2 separate regions of the Rattus norvegicus genome follow, and region 2 is linked to region 1. A link is a contact called in public Hi-C data. All regions are on one chromosome and are shown on one strand. The core of a region is the stretch at or near the end of the contact, and the rest is flanking DNA. Distances in the headings are between cores, read along the strand shown. Region 1 holds the start of Lamtor3 (late endosomal/lysosomal adaptor, MAPK and MTOR activator 3). Region 2 holds the start of Trmt10a (tRNA methyltransferase 10A).

Region 1 (6,589 bases), core at 1,065-3,564:
ACACAAGCGCTTATAACTTTAGACTCGGAAGATTAGACAAAATAATATAAATAACTTTTATATTATTCCACAAATAGAAAAATATTCATAGAATATTCTGCTTGATGACCTCAAAGGTTGTTCAATCCAATCTGCTGCTTTGTTCTGGAATGTGAAAACAAAGACTCGGGCATTCTTCCCTACCTTCCTTGCTCATCCTTAATGATTACGAGTTCTGAGTTATTTGTAGAAAGATGTGGATGTAGACAAAAGACGTGCTTGTCAACAAAGACATCGTTTTTTTTTTTTTTTGTTTTTTGTTTTCACATTAAACTAAGAATGAGCTTCAATGAGTTCAAGTGAGAAAGTCCTTTGGATCAGTAAAATACGTAAAAGCAATCTGCTAACGTTACCACCTGTTAAGGCCTTTGTAAGAACGGCACCTAAAAACAGGTAGGGAACTGTTTTCTGAGCCAACTATTTTTGGATTATGTTGACCAGCAATTAGGTCCCAATAGTAAAATAGACTTGAAAATAATGGCAAGTCTTAAGCTTTTTTTCTTAAATTTACTTAAGAACTTTAAAAAATAATCTAATAAACACCAATGATAGTGTGTTTAAAAATAATTCAAAGTGGCAAGAAATCTAAGTTCTGTCCCTAGTACCTATCTGCTGTTGAACCATACACAAGTCATTTAACAGCCTGGGCTTCGAGTTATCTATCTAGAAACTAGTCATTACTTACGATACTTGGGGTTAGTTTGTATTAAAACGTGGCAAATAATTACCATGACAATTATAAAATATTAATTTAAAAAGGAGAAACAAAACACTTTGTAAGATTAACATGTTGCGCAGAATTTATTCAGCAACAAATTAGTAATTTCTTACCTTGGCAACTTTTTGTATAGGAATCGCTTTAGATCCTGAAAGAGAATAATTTTTTAAAGATCATATTACTGTGTGCTTTTCTAGCCCTGTCCATACCCCAAAGGACATGAGGTCATCATTTGTAACTGGCATTTCATCTTTTACTTGTATAACTTGGGAGAAGTTAATTAACCTTTTTCCAGGCCTCAGATCCATTGTATGTTTCCTTACATGTATACAGGGATAATCAAATTTCATAAGGTATATATGTTGGTGTACTTGGAATTGGGAAACACAAATACATTATTTACTATAAAATGAGACCATGTGTTTCTTAATAATTTACATCCTGATGCTACTGTGTCCCCTTAGGAATAGTCTATAAATCTCTTCCTATGTCCGTACTGATCTTCCACGATTGTTTTTAATGATCCTAATTCAGATAAACTACTTTAATATCCAGTTTCTTGACAAAGATAATGACAATGTGGAGATTTATCAGAGAACGTGGTAAGGACTAAGAGAACAGAAAGCCACCTTCTCTCATTATACATGCATCTAGAAATATTCCTGGCCAACAAGCATAACTATGACCTCCAGTCTAAATGTGTCCTGTTTTGAACCTTTATCTACAAACCTAAATGAGTATCCTCTCCCATGTTACCACCATGAACTTTTGCTCTCGTCTTAAACAGACACACAGAAACGGAATACAGGTTGCGAAAGGGGCACCCTTTAGAAATCCTTTTAGATTGCAATGCTGAGTCTAATGAGACACTAAGCATTTATTTGGTAGGAAAGTATTCAGAGCACTGTCCTCTGGATCAGGTACTGACTGGAAGGGCAGTCAGTCATCCTTTAGAATTTCCGAAGTTACCCACACAGAGTTCATGTATGCTCCAATAGGATTAGGAGGTGGGAAGAGTACAGTTCTCTCGGGTTAAGAGTGCCCCACCACAACCGTTCCTGATAGAAACTAAGGTCCCTGCAAGTCCTTACTACGGATCCGGATCCGGGAAGAGGGGAGAGGCTAAGGACGGAACAAAATTCTAGCTTCCTCTCAGAAGCCTCATGCAAACCTCCCACATCCCCATTTTTCTTGGGAAGGGGTGTCAACTCACATCCGCCATGATGAACCCCTTTCTCTCGCAGAATCAGTCTCCACTCCTGGAAGGAAAACTTCCGTGACTCCCCCCGCACCTGGGGGTTATTCACCCTCCCCAGCCCCAGCCAGCATCACGAGGTCCACCCTCGCCAGGGCCAAGCGAGAGTTCTGGATCTCCGTCAAGGGGGTGGGGAGGTCCCCAGGACCCTGCCCGGTGGCCAGCCCGGACGGCCCACCTCTCCCCACCCACCCTGTCCCGGAGCTGAGAGAAGGGGCGACCTCTGCAGACGCAACGCGCGCTCCACCTGCCCCGGTGTTCCCGCAGTTCAGTCGCTTCTCTGAAGCTGCCTGTCAAGTCGCTGTCACATTACTCGTGACCTCCGTGGCGATCCAGGAAGCACTTGCTGCACCCTCCAGTACTGGTGATTCGGAACTTCCGGGGAGACCCAGCGGAAACTGCGCGCGCGGCAGCTCCGCCCCCCCCCGCCCCTTCGGAGTTTTCCTGCGCCTGCGCGCTGCGCCCTGCACCCGAAGCCGCTAATCAAGCGTCTGAGGTCCCTGCGCCTTAATTTCTACTGAACACACCTACAAAGGAAGACGGTCCTGTGCGGAGTATGCATACACCTTTCCCAGACCCATTATGTAAATCTTTTTGTGAATGAAGACCTTTGAGAAGCACGAACTGAAAAGCCTACTTAGAAGGCCCAGATCCCTAGATGACCCAACCTACAAGTCAGTTTCCTGAGGGTGCTACCCTACATGCTCTTTTCTTACAGTTTTTACCTAGAAGTGCAGGAGCCATGGACCTATGGGCTCGTTTGTCAAGTCTGTTTTGAACATGCATGCACTGGGCTGCCTGCTTTGGCTCTAGGACCTGCTTTTGTTGTAGCTTTGTAAAAAACTGTCTATATCTTTTGTTGATGTTTGTACATTCAAGAAAGCCTACTGTAAGGGGAAGGCAAGAATGCTTAGCAAAAGGAAGGCTTCTCCACTTGCTTTGGCCTGGTGTTTCCCACCACTGACACTTTGTGACACCACGAACATTCTTTGTGGTAGAGGGCGGCACAGTAGTCCGCTTAGGAGACTCCTGTAGAAAACCCCCAGGACAAACGAAAATCATCTGGGATCTAAATATTCCCCAGTGGCTGCGTGAGCTCGGGGGGGGGGGGGGATTGAAGATGGTGGTTTTGCTGCAGATTAGCTCTTACCTTGTGTGTACCATTAAAGAAAATGTCAGCTGTATGGGAGCCCATACTTGGGAATTCCTCTACTAAATCATTACACAAGTTTCTTTTCATTCCCATAAAGTTTTAACACTTTTATTCTTTGAGAATTTCATGAAATATATTTTGATCATATTTACCCCTGCCCTAACTCCTCCCAGGTTCACCCCCATATTTGTACCCTCCAAACTTTGGGTTCACCCCCATAACCCATCCCAATAACCCATCAAGTCCAGTTTGTGCTGATCATCTAACTACTCCTGGGCCTGTGGGACTATCCAATAGGTCATGGTCAACCTACCAGGGGCCACCCTTAAAGAACACTGACAGTCCCTCTCTCAGAAGCCGTCAATTGTCCACAGCTCCTCATTATAGGTAGGCCCATGAACCATTCCCACTACATGCTAGAATATTGGCTGCCTTGATCTCGTACAGGCCAGCTCAGCCGTGTGAGTCAGCGTGTTTTCGATAACATCGATTGTCCCACACTGCATGAAGTTGTCCTCTAGTGTCTCAGCCCCACTCTTATTTCATCCTTTGGATTTTAGCTTAAGTTTAGTTTCTCCGTGAAGTCTTCCTAGATGTTTCCAGAATAGTGAAGGTACTCTAGATAACTGTTAATAGATAAATAGATAAATGTTAATAAATAGATAAGTATTAATAGGTAAATGTTAAAGATAGATATCAATAGATAAATGGGTAGTTTGTGATCCTCTCATGTTTATCAAAATTAAAACATTCATTTCCTGGACAATAATGTTCTCTTGATTAAATTTACCCTTGGTCTTAATTCGTGAATAATTCCCAGCTCCTAGTTCATTACTGGGGACACAGGAGGGATTCATACATTTTTTTGAATGAATGAATGAATGAATGAGCATTTCAAGAGGATAATATGCTGGGCATGGTGGTGCATGCCTTGGGAGGCAGATGCAGGCTGATCTCTGAGTTGGAGGCTATCCTGGTCTACATAGTGAGTTCCAGGATAGTGAGAGCTACATAGTGAGATTCTTGTCTCAAAAGAAGGAGAGGAGGAGGAGGAAGAGGAGGAAGAGGAAGAAGAGGAGGAAGAAGAGGAAGAAGAGGAGGAGGAGAAAAGGAAAAGAAAAAAATTGAAGGATGTACTATAATGAAAACAAGCCTTTTTATGGTGAGAACATCCCTTCTTTTTATTCATATGTTGAGATAAATTACAGAGACTGAAAGACAAAAATTTGTAAATCATTCATTAGAACATTCATTAAAAATCAAAAGTGGCTTAAGAGTTCTCACACGAAACCTTATATAAGTTTGATATAACATTAAATTTTTACAAATCAGACCTTCCATTTTTAAACCTAATTATGTGGTCTTGAATGCACTAGGGAAATCTCCTTTACCAATAGCACTTCATTTTGTGTACACAAGGCTTCCATTAAAATCTCACCAAATCTTGAAAACCCATATCACACCTTGGAAATTACCTGCAGCTTAAAAACAAACACCCTAAAAATTGAAATGAAAAGTCTCACATAGCAATCTGATGACCAGAAGTAAAGAAAATATGAAGCACTTTTTAATACAAATAAATTACAGATACCAACTGTTTCTGTCGTACTGTAGTCACCCAAGTCAAAAACGATTCGTTTGGAAGGACCTGGTAAAAGTGCTACAGTGTCCCTCAAAAGCACCTCCCTATGTCACAGTCCTGTTGAAAGGCTAAGCATGACCTTACAGAGAAACCAGCAAGACTTGCCAGCACTTGCATCAGGTGCCTGTTGCCTCTGTGCAGTTATTAGACAGCACAGTAACCAGTCACCCCGAGTTTTAATAATTTAAACCAGGATATTTCAAGAACCACTTCTGGGTTACCAGGCTCAGAGAGATACAATTTTATATGACGCGCGGGCCTCATGATAGGAATCTGAATTAAAACATGGAGATCAACTGAAAATATTTCACAGTGACGAAATTCTACTGACTAATGGTCAATTTTTAAAATAAGAACCCACCAATGGAAGCCCTGCTCTGTGCAAACAGTATGGTACTTATTAAACAATCACATATCTGAGGTATTAGCTGGAAAAAATTATATATACATTTATATATATACACTTATACATGGACACATCCACAGAATATTCACAAATCTATTGGCCCCTACACCAGCAGAAGATCAAATGAATGGAAAAAGAACCATGTGATAGGAAAAAGTTACACAGAGGGCATTTACAAAACCGCGGTTACGTGCTCCTTAATATAAGGAGCATGTGTTGAGTAAGTGCTTTGAGGAAAATAATGTTTCCATTCATAGGAAAGTGTCTGTCTTAACGAGATGAACCGAAAGGGGAGCCTGGATTCAGGACTGTGATGCCTATAGGTTTGCAAAAATTGCTTGAATAACCTGGTTCTGTCTCCTTTCTTTTAAAATTATTACTATTAGTATTATACTTGGGACAGAATCTTACAAGGTACCCAGGATAGCCTCGAATCCATAATGTCTCTGCCCTGCTTGCTCTCCCAGCTGTTGGGACTACATGTATGAGCTACCAAGCCTGACTTGTATTTGCAGTGGAAAACTGGATTGTAGATGGGGAAATGTGGAAGTTATTGTTAGGCTATCCTTTTCTTTTCCATGGCTTACAGAGAATTTTAAGGATTTTAACTATTCTGATATAACTACTAGACAGGGGTATTTTAACCTTTCCATTATTAAAAGTCAGGCTGTTCATTTTCATACATTTTCTATATGAATAATAAAAGGTGTTCTGGGTTTCCTCTCAGTTTCCCCGACTCAATAAAAAAGGAAGGATAGCAAAACGTCCAGAACTGAGACCAAGCTTCGTGTGGGAAGCTAAATAAAGACATTCATTCCTCTTTCAACCGCGTGGTCCTTTGTTATAATACTTGACTAACTGAAGTGATGGCTTATTTGGCTCTCTGGTCCACCACGGAACATTTCACTGCTTTAAAAACTGGGAGTTGGCTTTTCTTCTTAATGAAATACCTGAAAACCCAGTAACAGCCATATCGTGTTTTCAGTACTTGTATTTCAAATATTACTGATGAAGATTTCCTTTTTATTTTACATATCAGTGTAAAAGGCTTAACAACAGGAAAAGTTAAGCATAAAAGTGCATGTGAAGTTAAGGACTGCCTTCCACAGTCCATCTCTTGACCTGACACAAAACAGTACCGCAATGCGCTGATGCGGGGGGGGGGGGGGGGGGGAGGAGGAGGCAGCGCACGCGCATGCGCACAAACACACCTTAAGTACCTTCATTTTTTTCGGACCAATTATTTGAAAATCATAAATAAGCATGTACTGATTACGGAATGGAAGCAGGTCTCACGTGTTATTTTCATTTGTTAGATGGAAAACCTGAGATTTCTCAGCATTCAACTAACCTGGTTAAAAAAAGAAATAACTTCG
Region 2 (6,337 bases), core at 1,104-3,603, 260 kb before region 1:
ACAATTACTCTTCAGGACGTAATAATAAGGACAACACATTTACAGAACTTAAGCAGTAGTTTTACTATGTGCATCTCACTTTCTCTGAAAGTGCAGTGTCACGTTACTTGAGACGAAGTTGACTCTTACTTCAAACTGACCGGATAAGTGAGTAGATATGGTATTTCAAAGGGTTTTTTTTTTAAATGAGGATAATTATAGCAAAGCTACTAACTCCTCCCGTCTCCAGTAATTCCTAAGAAACAAGGTATCTCAAACAAATCTACAGGGAGAATATACTCAAAATAGTTGGTAGAATAAAGAGATGAATGAAATTATGGCAATATGACTCAAACCCAGCTCCAAGAGCAACACTTCCCAGTAACCTAACACCTTGAGAGTGGGGGATTCTGAAGGGATAGTGCAGACTGTACACTGCTGACAGATGACTCTAAAGGCATTAAATAAAACTTTAAAATGTATATATCCAAAGCCACGGACGGTGGATAAAACAATTCCCATCAAACATGCAAACTTAAAAGCAAAACTGAAATTAACAGGAAAGCATTTTCTGAGACAAATATTCAAGAGAGCACATTTCTGTTTATCTGTGGCAATAGTTTTCAATAGTTCTCTATGTTTAAAATTCTGAAGTGCTGAGCTAGCTATACTGTGAGAATTACAAAAGCCATGCTTTATAGCTCTCTTACACCAGGGGGAGCCTTTGCCTTTCACATCTAAAATGTCTCAAGTTAAATTTAACCTGACCTATCAGAGAACAGAAACATTTCTGAGCAGCCTATCATAAGCCAGTCTAAACATTAATGTATTTTATCAATTCTCGAAGCACTGTGCTGGGTGAGTTTCCTAAGCTTTAATTAAATAAGCTATACTACTGAACAACACATGAAATATGTTTCGTTTTATAAAATATATGAATGCAGATAAAATAGTAGCTGGGTGTCTTATTTTGGCTAGACTTTACCAAGATTGCTTCCGCTCCGACTGTCTACTACATAATAAATACAGTGTACGAATTTGATACAACTATGTAAAACATGGCACTTGTGAACGCACTTGGTTTTAGTTTGGGTCACGACATAAATCTCTATGGTAGCGAGTCTGGGGCTCCTCCCTGACCAGCAGGGATGCTCGCAGCACATTTTCATTCACTAATCCAAGTTTAACAAGTATTAAAGAACATTTTACAGAAAGATAGAACGTAAGTGTGAGACTTTTACTTTAGCACATCTTAAACCGTGGATGGTTAATTCTTGGATATAGGTTATCAGATGGAATTACACAACTCAAAATTGAATAATGCCGACAAAGACTATCTGGTGTGGGGCGAGCATACGTCACCTAATGCCAAAGACAAAAAAAAACAAAACAAAACAAACCAAACAAACCAGGGCTGCTATCAAACTGGCTAAAACAGCCCTCGTAGTTTTAAAGCTTTCTTTTCCGTAGTTACTAGAATCAACACATGCCGGCACCAGTGTATTTCTGTATCATTTTATTATTTAGCGTGTTGGTCAGTATCGCAGTAGCAATAGCCCTTTGTTCAGTTGTTAAGTCCCTTTGGCCGGAATTCTGGCTTGGGAAGGAATCACAGGACAGCCTTTCTTTCAATGTGAATAATGTTACACCTCTGGACACATAGCCACATTTTAAACACAAAGTATTTCAGTGACAACCGGTAACACCTCCATCTTAAACTCATCCTCAGCTCACCACGAGGCTGGGCCGCATCTGCAGCAACCGCCCCTCGGCTCCCTACATCCGACCGCCAGGGGAGAGGAAAGAGGAAAGGCAGGGAAAACGCCTCGCCTGTCCTCTAAGCATAACGCAGCATTGCGACAAGCCACCCTCAGCCTCCACATTGCCCTTTCTGCCACACTTCCGGCAGGATTCCCACGAACAACAGAAACCCCGAGCAGCCAGCACGACAGCGGGTCACGAGCACGCGCAGACGCAGGCCGGGCGCGCACGCCCCGAACGGGCCCTGCGCCCGCTAACGAACCGCAGCTGACCAATCACGATGCGGGAAGATGTCACGTGAGGGGCCGAAGGGCGGGGGGTGGCGAACGCGCCACCCGACGCCACTTCCTCCGCGAACCCGCAACTACTTCCCAGGCCCTTGCCCTCTACTCCGGAAGCCCTGATTGCAGCGGAGGATAGGATAGTTCACGCTCCTTTGGCATCCGAAAGAATACTAAAGAGCAGGGGCGCAACAGCCGCAGTGCCATATTTACCAAGCCGTGGGGACGATGGGGAAAGCAGGGATGCGGTCAGAAAGCCTTTCTGAAATGCTCTCGGCTCCACGCGTTAGTCCTCCTTCAGAAACTTCAACTCCCAGAGGCAGAGGCGGTGGTTGCACGTCTGCTTACGGCACTTGCGTCATCGAACTGCGCTAACTCCAACCTAGAGAAAGGGGAGGGGCCTGTACGGGGCGGGGTCAGGAACTGGGTTTTTTCAGGAGTGGTTAGTGGCTACCACGAGGTGTTTTTCCCTGTCCAGCGTTTGTATTTCTACCTACAGGCATTTATTCATGTGTAAGCTCCGGTCTCGAGGCGAAGATAGCCCCACTTAAAGAAATTGAAATGCGAAACAGACGAAATGCCCTTGTTTTTTCTGTGTTGAAAGGATCTAGTATTGCCCAAATTCTAATTTGTGTAGGAAAAAGTTAACCAATATCACATGGTCTTTCATAGGTGAAGAAAATGTAAACTGAAATAATAAAAATTCATTGAAATTGGGAATTTTAAAGTTTCCTATGTCCTTAGTAAAACGTGTACTTTACATTCCATTCTTTGATGTTTTTCCCATGCTATTTTGCAAAACACTAGTGATATTTCATCGTTTGTAAATACTTGACCTTATATAATCTTGCTAAATATAGACCAAGTCAACCGAGGCGGTGGGAAAAACAATTGGGTAGGTTGGTCTTTTTGTTTTATTTTGTTTTAATTTGGCCTTTCTGATTGACTAGTAGTAGAATTTGAAGATAAAGAGACCCACAATATAGATTTTTTCTTCTTGCTTGACCTTTGAACATGTTACAGGCTCTTAAATAAACTGAAACGTCTCTGGATTTAGTTGGGGGAAAGGCTCTTTCTCTTTTAAACTCTCCGTTTTTTATTTGGAAAAATGTGATCCAGGATTCTCTTGTGGATCTCTCAATGTAAGAGACTTCTGTTAACGGAACATTGGCAGTAAAATCTGGACCCATTTATGGTCTGTTTGTAGGGCATCTTTTTTCAGCTGCCTCCGTAGCTGAGGGAGGATTAGTAATTGGATATGGAGCCCTTCACATGTAGGTCATTAAATTCAGGCTGGCAGAGTGGTGCTCCGAATCTTTCAGCAGCTGTTGGGTTGCCCCTATGGGATCTGTCTTATAAATAATGATACAATTTCAGAGGTGATGCCTAGTATCCTGGATATTTAAAGGAGTTTTTAAGTTATAAGAAAATCCTCCTTTAAATAATGTCACCAAATTTGTCTTGGTTATTTGTTCTCGTGGTTGCAGAATCAATCCAAAGTATGAAAAAAAAAAAAAAACAGTAAAAACTGCAGTTTAGCCAAAGACTGAAGCATAAAGAGTTTAAGGTAAAGTCTTGTGATTTATAAAACTCATGCTTGTTTAGCACATTTGACCCATGCACCATTGTGGTTGACTTAGAATTTTATACAACAATGACTAGATGATTATATCCATCAAAGAAATAGGGGATCCAGAGGTGAATACATATTTAAGATGCCTATAGATAAAAAGGAAGAAATGAATATTTCTTGAGCATGTAGTTTCAGAGATTTTGCAATTTTGCTCCACATTGGAAAGTATATAGTCTTTAAATAAATAAAAAGAATGTAAAAGCTGGGGACAGTAAAAGCAAAAAAGCAAAGTGTGAAGGTTTTACACAGCGACTGAAGAGCAATGGGTAGGATGAGGAAAATAGCTCTAAAGATGTTTCTAATTTAAACAGTGGTAGAAATACAATCCTATTAATATTGGGCAGCTTAGAGAATACTAGAAGGAAGCTGTATTTTAGGCAAACATAGCAAGTTTGGATTTGAATATATATGGAGGCTGGGGAATCTGCAGGCATCTAAATAGAAGCAGGCTTTAAAATCAATAGTTCATGTTTGTCCTTTTAACGAATATAAGAGGCTTCTGTGGGCACAAGCCTTTAATATTTGTAAGATCAAGGAATACAGCAAAGGAGAGAGGCTATCTATCTGCAGGGAGGGTGGGGAGGGCAAGGAGGGCGGGGAGGGCGCTCCTTTCTAAGTACAAGCTCCAAGTGGCAATCTGGCCGCATGACAGCAGGGCTTATGTTTTGAAAGAGCAGTCAGAAATAGAATTTGTATGAAATCTGGTTTGTTGGTATTGACATTGCTTTGCTTTTTAAAAACATCGAGGACCCATTCTAGAAAATAATACAGGGGATTCTAGAGAAGTTGAAAATAGAACTATATACATAAGTCTGAGAAAATGATGTCACCGCCTCGGATATATTTGCACTGCTGGGTTCCAGGTAAGCATTCCATCCCCCATCACCAAGATAGGAAGACTAGTATCTGTCAGTGCCAGCAAATGAACGAACTAAGAAACCATTAAATATAAAATGAGCTGCTAGCCCTGGAGGAAAAAAAATGGGATCTTGGCACTTGCCTAAGTATGAATGGAGGTAGAAGACATTGTGCTGTGAAATAAGCTGGACACAGATACAGTTTTGGGTTTGCACTTATGTGTGGGAAATAATCTTCAAATACACTGAAATAGAGGATAAAGCAGCAGTTAGCAGAAGAGGAAGCTCAGGGGAGGTTGAGGAAGATATGAATGAAAGTGACCCACGTCTGGAGAGTAAATGTATAACCTATGAACCCTGTATTATTTTCATACTAATGAAATAGGCTCAAGTTGATTTCATCACAAAGGAAACAACAGTAGTTGGCTAACTGTGAGTGACAGAGGTGTTAAGTGGCCTCACCATAGCTACTAGTCAAATGTAGCTCACAGGGCCTTGTCGTAGGCCTTAAATGTATGCAATGGCATTTATAGAAAAAAATAAGGTTTATGCAACTTAACCACAAATAAATAATGGACACCCCAAGTAAATCATATCTGTGTACCAGTCTCAGAGAGCTGTCAGCCAGTTTGTTAGGTCGGACTGCAGACTGTAGCGTAGGAAGAGGGCTACTGACAGAAGAGAGTTTTAGGACACAACACTTGGTAGTAAGTGTGATTGTGAGCATTGCTCGGGCACCAGGAGCTCCATTTTTGCCAATCTGCTTATGATTTTAAGTCTGAGTAGTCTTGTGTGTGTGTGTGTGTGTGTGTGTGTGTGTGTGTGTGTGTGTGTAGTAACATGAGTAAACAGAAAGAGGGGGAAAGAAGTCCAGATGCAAGAATGAAGGGCAGGCATGAAGGTTGTGACCCCAGTGCATGTATGCCATTTTGTGATAGTGACAGAAAAGGTATTTGTCGTCTTGAAAGTAGAAAAGCAGTTTTATCCTCCTCTTAAAATTACAGATAATACCTAGCCAGCAAGATGGCTTAGTGGGTAACAGTGCTTGCTGCCAAGTCTGAGGGCCTAAGTTCAATCTCCAGGACCCTTAAGGTGGAAGGAGAGTGCTTGACTTCTGAGAGTTACCCTCTGAACTCCTCAAAAGCACCGTGGCATAAGCTCACCCACAGTAAATACTTTTTTACAGTTTTTATTGATTCTTCGTGAATCTCACACCAGGCAACCCCAATCCCACTCATCTCTCCACCCCTTTGTACTGCACACCACTCTTGAAAACCCCCATCCCAAAAGAAAATAAAAAGTAAAACCAAAACCAAACCAAACCAAACCAAAACAAGATTAAACCAAAACAAAAAAAAAAAAGATGAAAAGAACAACAAAATATCTTGTCATGGAAGCTGTAGTGTGTAACACAGTACGGCCACTTGTTCATACGTCTTTACTTGCAAATGTTCATTGCGATGAGCCATTGTTCTGGTTCGAGGCCTCTGGCTTCTGGTACACTGTCAATACTGAATCCTCACTGGGACTTCTCTAGGATGGCTGTGGTTACCCTGTGTTACGGAGATCCTGCAGCCTTGGATCTGTAGGATCAGCCCCTTCACAGGCTCAAGCATTTCACAAATGGGGTTGATGTTGGGGTGGGCCAACTCAAAGCCCTGGATCTGGACCTGGGTATAGCTGAGTTGGTCAACTCACAAGGACTCCTGCACCCACACCACCAGGGCAAGCTCTCCAGCACTGCCCTGGTTAGCTTACCTGCTGCCCCAGCTAGTAAAGGTTGTAGCCAGATCTCCCTTTATCATGCCCTTGGGGCTGTCTCCCGT

The links. A called contact is a pair of places that touch in the nucleus more often than the background predicts.
Region 2: a Hi-C map of prefrontal cortex shows a contact between it and region 1, with 6 times the contacts expected there. The contact joins the promoter of Trmt10a here to the promoter of Lamtor3 in region 1. A contact is called at or near these places in 8 of 12 Hi-C or Micro-C datasets (the A7r5 cell line, frontal cortex, kidney and 4 more) and 1 of 1 datasets of contacts at active chromatin or transcription factors (oligodendrocytes).

Annotation. Positions count from the first base shown.
Region 1 is chr2:229,080,615-229,087,203 of GRCr8, reverse strand. It overlaps Lamtor3 (late endosomal/lysosomal adaptor, MAPK and MTOR activator 3), which reads right to left and starts at 2,314. Exons shown (of 7, transcript NM_001008375.1): 1 at 2,234-2,314; 2 at 1,971-2,016; 3 at 871-905. The coding sequence starts at 1,979.
Region 2 is chr2:229,338,869-229,345,205 of GRCr8, reverse strand. It overlaps Trmt10a (tRNA methyltransferase 10A), which reads right to left and starts at 2,353. Exons shown (of 8, transcript NM_001044232.1): 1 at 2,235-2,353.